Linked DNA regions of Danio rerio: region 2 is linked to region 1. A link is a contact called in public Micro-C data. All regions are on one chromosome and are shown on one strand. The core of a region is the stretch at or near the end of the contact, and the rest is flanking DNA. Distances in the headings are between cores, read along the strand shown. Region 1 holds the start of tia1 (TIA1 cytotoxic granule-associated RNA binding protein). Region 2 holds the start of slc31a1 (solute carrier family 31 member 1).

Region 1 (4,774 bases), core at 1,634-4,133:
TTGAACTTAAATGTAAATTAATACATTATTTAACAACATGTACTAACAAGTAATTAAGGTAGTCGTTACTTACATATGAACACATGTGACTCATGTTGTAGTTAAAGCTAATTCATGATTAGTGCGTACCTTAACTCATCATTAATTCATAATAAACTAATGTTTAGTTTACATATTCATACATCATTATTCATGTACTGTTATTGCAAAGTGTTACCGATATATCTGAGTGTGCTGCGGCCTGTGAGATACTTTTAAAAATAAAAGACTACCAGTGTTGTAAACAACCTAAATCTAACTGACCAGAGTGCTTCTTCACACAACGGACAATTTAGCCTACCCAATTCACCTATACCACATGTCTTTGGGGGAAACCAGAACACCCGGAGGAAACCCACACGAAGGCAGGGAGAACATGCAAACTCCACATAGAAACAACAACTGAGTCAAGGTTCGAACCAGCAACCCAGCGACCTTCTTACTGTGAGGCGACACCCCTACCCACTGTGCCACTGCCTCGCCTTTCATGACGGTTTATCATATGCAATTTATCGATTAGTTTTTCCCCACAGTTGACACCAGAAACGTTATTTGATTAAAATGCAGCAGCTTAAAGTGTCTGGATAAGGATTCAAAGGCTTTTATTTTCATAAACTGTAGAGTAGACGTCTCATGTCAGAGCATTGTTTCTGACAAATTTCCTTCTGTTCACACCATAGACTGTAAGTTATGGGCATAGTATCCAGAAGTATTCAGATTCTGAAGTGCATTACAGGTCTAAAAAAAATTATATATGATAAATGATCTTAAGTAAAACAAATACATTTATAGATATGTATAAAAATTTCACTCACCTGGGAAATGGAGGCAACTTAAATGGTTTGTGAGAACAATTAAGTGCACACTGCATGCTAAAGTATCTGATAATTGTAGGAAATAATTTAAAAAAGCAACTGACTGTGTGAAGCCACATAAAACAACAAAAAAATTAGATATATATATGCCGAGTTCAGTTGCTAATCAGCCGGAATCAGCTGAGGTGACGAGATGGCGAGCAGTGAGACCTAGCTGTCGCTTAAGTGGGGCCCTTAATTATGCAGACTTAATAAAATTAAACGGTTGAGTTATAAAAAAAAAAATCACCCTCCTTACAGTTGTCATGAAGGGTATTAGCTATATGGACTAAAACCATCTTTATACCAGGCTGTAAACATGTTTTTATCAGCTGTAAAACTGGCAAATATACCATTGCAGTCAGAAATCATCTGGATTTCATGGACCCAACCCCCAAAGGCGAATTAATGAATAGCAGTTTTAGTTACTTCCATACTGGTTTCCCGAGGGAGTGTGGGAGGTTGCCGCTTGGTTCACACAGAGCAGCATTCGGGAAATTGTAATGTTACAACTTCTCTTTCCGGCAGAACATATTTACCATTATTTTTTTAAAGGGCCTGTTCACACATGGTCCGTTTCCAAAAGTCTGTTTGTGTGAAAGGGTCTATTGACTTCTATAGTATTAATTTGGAAATGGAAGTCAATGGTTGCAGGTTTTCATCTTTCTTAAAATTACCTTCTTTAGTACTAAACATAAAAGCTCATAAAGCTCTAAAACCGATTGAGGGTTTTATGTACAGGGATAATATGTGTATCATTTTTTATTGTAATACTGTATTGATATAATGCATTGTAGATTTGAATTAGCCTACTTTGTCATTATGTTTCTTCTATATAAATGTGTGTGAAACATTTTAATACCTTCCATCGACAAAGGAATTCTTTTGCAAGGTTTTCATACTTTTCCTGCTCCTTGCTACCTTGTACTTGATTGTATTTTTCAATAAAGTCTTCTGTTGTTTCAAGGGGATTTCTGTAAAATAAGAAAGAAAAGTCCTATTTACTGTCAGTTTTGTGTCAATACTACTACTACTACTAAAAATAATAATAATAATATAGTTGAATGGATAAATGGTTTATTTTTGGATAGCAAATCATTTACTTACCTTTTGAATTTTATACCTACCGTTTGATTTTTTTTCTTGCACTAACATTTCCAGTTTCTTCTCTCTTTTTTCTGTGGCGTTTTATTAATTGTTCGAGTTGAGATTGAGAAACTATTCCTAAATGATGTTTAATAGGAATTTTGAGTATAGGCATACTGATACATTCAGCAGTCAACCAGACACTGTACGTTGATAAAAAAGCACACAACGCAAAAACCTAGTTGAAAGGTTGCCATGGTTACTTTGTCAACAACACCATATAATTAAAATACATTTTATTTTATGAAATTAGAATATACACAACCTTTCAAATTGATTGCGATGCAAATGTCCTAAACGTAGACTGTGCTCGAAACGTTAATTTTGTATTATACATTTTCTGCCACCTTAAAATCCAATGGTTAATATGTTTCTGATCTAATAATTCACAATTCATAATTAGACAAAAAGCATTCTCCACGAGGAAAGCGTAATTTTGACAATTTTACTTAAAAAAATTCCCTTCCTGAAATATTCCCTTCATGGTTTGATCATCAATTATTAGGGACATTTACTCCCCTTCCCATAGAGCGCCGCTGGTGTAGTGGTATCATGCAAGATTCCCATTCTTGCGACCCGGGTTCGATTCCCGGGCGGCGCACTTACTTTTTGTCACGAATCTACGTAGTCTCCTACCTTTTTAAATCATATTACAATTGGTAACGTTACACGTCTAAACTAGCAATGTAATGCACAAAAGTTACGGTTTAATAAACAGTGCGTTAGCATTTGAGCACATTTTCAAAGCTTGCTTTTTTGTGCGCTTTGTACTTGGTACGCGCATGCGCGCTTGCATTTCCGGTCCGGCTCCTCCGCCATCTTATGTCGCCTTTCCATTGTTCATAACTGGAGTCAGCCGAGGCGGCATTTCACATTTACTCTCATTATAACAGGTTTGACGGAGATCAGAGAGGGTAACAACACTGGAAAAAGCGAGACACGGGTGGAACGCGAGATCATCTCACAATCGACACAAGAGGAGTTTCTCTCAGGGTTCGGTGTCTTAATTCTATCAGGAAAATATGATGGACGACGAGCAGCCCAAGACCCTGTACGTATATCGGCATTATACTCTAGTACTTTAGACAGCCAACTTCACATCATGCCAAGCCATAGTTTAAAAAAAACACTCTCTGCTTTGTCATTTCTCTTAACTGACGCGTAACGGCAGCTCTAAGCAGTCCTGACTGTGATGCTAAAGGAACTACAACCACAAAGCAGACGTGTAAAATCTGAGCCCCAAACAAAAGCCCTGAATGCTGGAATGAAAAATTCACACTAGATTTAGGGCTCAATATCGGGAGACAAAGGCCAGTCGTGTGATTTAAAGCATCTCGCACACCATGTGCTAGTTAGTGAGTTAATTTGGATAATTGCAGCAGGCCTTTAGAGGCCAGAGCACGGCGCGAGCACACACACTCGCACACTGCTGTCTGTGTTTGAGTGCGTGAAGTTGCCTTGTACTTACTGAAAGCTCATTGTCTTTACAGCTTTGGTAGACAAAGAATCCGTCTCATGCGTTCAGATATGTATTTATAACGCACAATGTTTAAACTGTTGACACTCAGCCCGAATGTAAATATAGATTAATATATGTTAAAATGGTTCTTATTTTGGTCTTATCAGACTGCTCGTATCCGACAGTGAGGGCTTTTGTTGCTGGCTGCGCGCTCGTGCGTGCTCCTCTGCTCTGTTTTGTCATGTCTTTGTTTGAAACCTGTACATACGATAATAATAAGCAGCTCGTTGCCGGATGGCTAATGAGGTTTTTAAGGTTAAGTAGCGGCCCGTGGGTCCTCATGCCTACCGAGTTCTTTTGTAATGTAGATTAGGCGGATCATTTTGATTCAGGTACTTGAAGATGCCACATAGTGCGTGCCTGGACCCCTATAATTAGTGTATCAGATTATAGATTTAAATAAAGGTTTCTTGAATTCAACAGGCCACTCACTCTTATTTGCTTATCCTCCTTTTTAATATTAAACCTTATTTTAAATGCAGGTATGTCGGAAACCTGTCTCGAGATGTGACCGAGGCCCTTATTATGCAGCTCTTTGGTCAGATTGGCCCCTGCAAGAGCTGTAAAATGATTGTCGATGTGAGTATATTTTAACACGTATATTAATGCAAGTTTTTGACCATCATTGTGATACACAAACAGACAGGCACACGTATGTATGTGTGTGTGTATATAAATACACACACACACACACACACACTGTGCCCATATTGAAATGCTCTTTTAGTAATGTTTAAAAGCAACACCTTATTTCCCCTTTTAATGTTACATATTAACAAGGTTTCTTTTTCAAAGACTTGATATAAGAAATTAATTTGATGTCTAATTGTACTTGTTTGCTTTCAGACGGCAGGTAACGATCCATACTGCTTTGTGGAGTTCTTCGAACATAGGCACGCAGCGGCCTCGCTCGCAGCCATGAATGGGCGTAAAATAATGGGTAAGGTAAGCTATCGTATCTACAGGGTGAGTTGGGCTGGGACGGGAGGGTGGGACTGTTAAAATCTTATGTGTATTAAACTTGACCACATGATTTTGAGGTCAATATTTAGCTTGTGAACTGGATGTACAGTGTGAACTAAAAAGGAGAGTTTGAGATGGTGACCTATAGACCTATATTTCAATATGATGTCATTGGCCCATGAAAATTTCCTTCTCGTTGTCACTATTTCAACTTTAACAAGAGGCAATTCAATGTTAATTTTATGTTCAAACA
Region 2 (4,774 bases), core at 617-3,116, 290 kb before region 1:
ATGTATGTCATATTGACCACATGTACTTACATACTTACTGACATGGTGATCTTGGCATTAGAAAAGGCTAAACAATATTTGTTTTCTCTCACCCTTTCAACTTTTTTAAATACATTTCTAGATCTGAAAAAAAAACTATATCAATTAATAATTTGTTTCATTCATTCATTCATTTTCTTTTTGCTTAGTCCCTTTATTGATCTGGGGTTGTCACAGCATAATGAACTGTCAACTTATCCTGATTATGTTTATTCAGCAGATGCCTTCCAGCTGCAACCCAACACTGGGAAACATCCATACTTGCGTATTAACACTCATACACTACAGACAATTTAGCTTACCCAATTCACCTCTAGTGCATTCCTTTGGACTTGTGGGGGAAACCGGAGCAAACCCACACCAACACGGGGATGCAAACTCCACACAGAAATGCACAGAAAAATTCCCTTTTCCTTAATCCTTATCCAGCAAATCACAAACAAGTGGAAACATCATGGGGCCAAATATTGTTGTAGCAAAGCTTGAAAAAAATAATTAACATGCACACCAAAAAGCTGTTATTGCAATGAGCAGCTTTTGTGTTGTTTTTTTTAATTGAACATGCTTTTTGATTACTAAAATAGATTTTAACCATTAGAACTGAAAAAACATTAAAAAAAAAAAAAAAAAAACAATTTGGGAAAATATAAAAATATAAAAACAGAATTTGGGGGAAGACATAAAATAGAACAAAAAGTTTTATTAAAAATTGTGTTTATTAAATACTAGATTTAATAGATTTTTAGATTACTAAAAGAAAAAATAATATTTTAGGAATGTTTTAATCTTCATGATGTAAAACAACATTTAAAATATCAAGATTGATAATTGTTAAAACTGTCATTAAGAAATTATATAAATGAAAAAACTTGATGTTCTAAAAAATATAAACACATTAATGAAATTATAATTAGAAAGTAAGACATAACCTTAAAACTCAAAATGTTTAGAAAAAAATACTAAATGGACATGTAAACAGAGTCATGAACACACCAGAACAGGTCTTAAAGGGATAGTCCACTAAAAATTAAAACAATTACTCAATATTTACCCGCCCCTGTGTGGTTTATTTACTTACACTAAAGATATGTGTACCTGCTGTAACCACTGACGTACATAAAAAAAAATTAAAAAAAACACTATGGAAATCAATGTTTAGTCTCCAGCATTCTTCAAAATTTCTTCTTTCGATTTCACAAGATAAAAAAGTCAAAAAGGTTTTAAACAAGTGAAGAGTGAGTGAATGATGACAGCTTTTCATTTTATAACTGTCCCTTTAAGGATTTCTTCTTGTGTGTTCTCTACTAAAGATGTTTTATTTTGTTGAGGTGTTACTTTTATTTGTATCTTTAAATATTTTTCAAGGCCACTAAAACAAAGTTGAAGTGCGGTTACAGTTAATTATGCCTCAGGATAGCAGATTCACATGGTTTATGACTCGAGTTTACGAAAAGTGAAAAAACCGAACCCAAAACCAGCATGATCAACTATTTTGACAATATAATAGCGTTTACAGGTCATCATAATTTGCTGTTCAGCACAAATCAACAGAATCTTTATGTACATCACAAACAGTCGCTTGCAAACAGAGCTTCATGTCTCTCAGAGGTCAAAGCAACAGAGATTACAAAAAGTACATCACACAAAACTAACCTCAACAGCAGGAGACGAGCGCGTCCACCGGTTCCTTTAGTGTTTTAATATCAACTGAAGGTCATTAGTTTTGGGAAAATAGTAAATGAACCCAATCTTTGCACTGTTCCTACAGAGCAGCACCGAGATACTCCGACCCAGCGAAGTAACGTGCACGAAGTCAGCAACAAAACTGACCGTAATCCAAAATAAAAGTCCTATGAGGGGAAAAGCTTGAGCGAGTGATTTGTATTCCTAGTCGTTATCAGTAATACTGACACACCAATCGCATGTATTATTCTTCTTAACATTGTTAAGTAATTGCGAATCATTTTAATAGCATTATTTCAACAACACTAATGAAACATCAAAAGCAAGATCAAAGAAGTTGAAGACTGTTAAAGAAATCTGATAATAGGATGAAAGAAAATCAGTAATCCACCATTTTCAGCACAGATTTAAAAGAAGTCGTGGTCCTACTATTTTGTGTATTAATTCAAAATGAAGAAAATCTATTTTATTGTTTTGAAAATTACAAATTTTCAGTGGATGCCATGGAAATTAATGCTTCCGGTGCTTTTTGTGGCATGTTTACCGTTACGTTTCACGTGATGTGAAAACTTTCCGTACTTCCGTTGCCACATGGCAAGTTATCCACGATGTTAATGTAATGTAAAGAATGGCAATGTTTATAGTTTTGCACATATATGCGCATGTGACGACTTTAACTTCCAACAAATTCCTTCGTTGAACGGAGTGAAAACTGTCTTGTTTTCACGAGACATTTCATTTCTACATTGAAATTCTTTAGGCTAGACAATATAAGTTAGCAAACATTTTATTTATTTGTGAAGACTATATAAGACTCCATATTTAGCTTCCTGCTCGTCGAATATTAGCGATACACATACGAACAAAATTAACAATTATAAAACTTAGTGTAATACATTATATTGAATGAACGAAAAGTAGGTGTTTGGAAGAATGATAGTGACAATTCAGCTAAATAGCAGCCTCTAGCGTTGCTACTCAGCTAGTAAACTTATATCACAGATATTCGTTTGAACTAAACATCGTGTCAGGTATAAAAAGTTCTGAACTGAAGTTTCGGATGAATGCTTTGTGATATTTAAATTCAGAACTTAAAGTGACAAACAATTAAACTAAAAAAAATAAAACATATATAAGGTCGCTGGTTCGAGCCTCGGCTCAGTTGACGTTTCTGTGTGGAGTTTGCATGTTCTCCCTGAATTCGCATGTGATTCCTCCGGGTGCTCCGGTTTCCCCCACAGTCCTAAGACATGCGGTACAGGTGAATTGGGTAGGCTAAATTGTCCGTAGTGTTTGTGTATGTGGATGTTTCCCAGAGATAGGTTGCGGCTGGAAGGGCATCCGCTGTATGTACATACATACATACATATATGTATGTATGTATGTATGTATACATACATATATTAGTGCTGTCAAAATTAGTGCGTTAACGTATGAGATTAATTTGAAATATTTAACGCGTTAAAAAAATTCATGCAATTAATGCAGTTGCATTTTTTTCCCTGTTGTGTATGAGTACAATTGTTTGTATTCAATACTTTATTAATATTATTATAATTTTCCATTTTCCATATCTGCAATGCCTATTTTGGCATTTTTTTGCAGTCCACTTAGAATCCAACATGGAAATACATTTTTTCTTTATTGGCATTAATTGTTTAAAAATTCAAATGGCATTAACATGCCTGTGTTTTAATTTCTTCAATAAATATGGCTGTCAAGCCAGGATCTTGATGGTTTATTGTGGGTATGTTGTTTTTATGAAGAAATCTGTGTTATAAAGTTAAACAAAAATTCTAATAAACGATATTTTGATTTTAAACAGTTTTTGTCTGGCGTTTACATTAATTTTACATTAGAATAGCCAAAATTACAAATTTCAGTCTTTTAAATGCAATTAATTAAAAAAAGTGTGATTAATTAGTTAATTTTTAATCGATTGACAGCACTAATATATATATATATATATATATATATATATATATATATATATATATATATATATATATATATATATTATGCATATGCTTATTACAGGTCTCTGAGAATGCAAACTTCAAACTAAATTATTGTATATAAATACCTGATTTGTACATACTCTCTGTACATATACAATTATAATTATGCTTATATCTATCTACATACCCCCGATTATTTATAGCAACCTGTACATATCTATTGTAAATCTGTTCATAGTTAATATAACCTGTGTATAATGTTCATAGTACATGCACCTGTAAATATAACCATAGTTTTTTTCATAATTGCACTTAATAACTTATATTTACAGTTGAAGTCGGAACTATTAACCCCCCTAAATTATTAGTTTATTTTTCCCCCAGTTTCTGTTTAACGGAGAGAAGATTTTTTTTCCCAACACATTTCTAAACATAATAGTTTTAATGACTCATCTCTAATAACTGATTTATTTTATCTTTGCAATGATGACAGTAAATAATATTTGACTAGATATTTTTTAAGACTTCTATACAGCTTAAAGTGACATTTAAAGGCTTAACTAGGTTAATTAGGTTAACTTGACAGGTTTAGGTAATTAGGCAAGTTAGTCTACAGAACAAACCGTTGTTATACAATATCGAAAAGATATACAGCTTAAAGGGGCTAATAATTTTGACCTTAAATTGGTGTTTAAAAATTTAAAAACTGCTTTTATTTTAGTCGAAATAAAACAAATAAGAGTTTCTTCAGAAGAAAAAATATTATCAGACATACTGTGAAAATGTCCTTGCTCTGTTAAACATCATCTTGAAAATATTTTAAAAAGAAACGAAATTTCAAAGGGGGGCTAAAAATTCTGACTTCAACTGTATATCCTGCACATGCTGCTATTGCACTCCTAGTTAGACCTAAACTGCTTTTCATTGCCTTGAACACGTGCAATAAAAATACAGTTGACTCTAATCTAATCATCTAATTAAAAAATAAAGAAATAATCAATAACACTAAAGACCTATTTTATATTTACTTATACCTCTTCGTTTCAAACCAACGCTCAGCACTGGTATCATTTAAAGTGTTACCAAGCTCCAAA

The links. A called contact is a pair of places that touch in the nucleus more often than the background predicts.
Region 2: a contact with region 1 is called in a Micro-C map of caudal fin, with 4 times the contacts expected there. The contact joins the promoter of slc31a1 here to the promoter of tia1 in region 1. A contact is called at or near these places in 4 of 18 Hi-C or Micro-C datasets (caudal fin, embryo, hematopoietic stem cells and 1 more) and 2 of 4 datasets of contacts at active chromatin or transcription factors (caudal fin and embryo).

The regions. Positions count from the first base shown.
Region 1 is chr5:62,294,339-62,299,112 of GRCz12tu, reverse strand. tia1 (TIA1 cytotoxic granule-associated RNA binding protein) reads left to right here and starts at 2,883. Exons shown (of 12, transcript NM_212628.1): 1 at 2,883-3,090; 2 at 4,041-4,137; 3 at 4,405-4,503. The coding sequence starts at 3,062. It overlaps tmem232 (transmembrane protein 232), which reads right to left and starts at 2,202. Exons shown (of 13, transcript NM_001100053.1): 1 at 2,021-2,202; 2 at 1,756-1,867. The coding sequence starts at 2,154. trnag-ccc (transfer RNA glycine (anticodon CCC)) reads left to right here and starts at 2,570; the gene lies at 2,570-2,640.
Region 2 is chr5:62,587,364-62,592,137 of GRCz12tu, reverse strand. It overlaps slc31a1 (solute carrier family 31 member 1), which reads right to left and starts at 1,866. Exons shown (of 6, transcript NM_001320405.1): 1 at 1,693-1,866.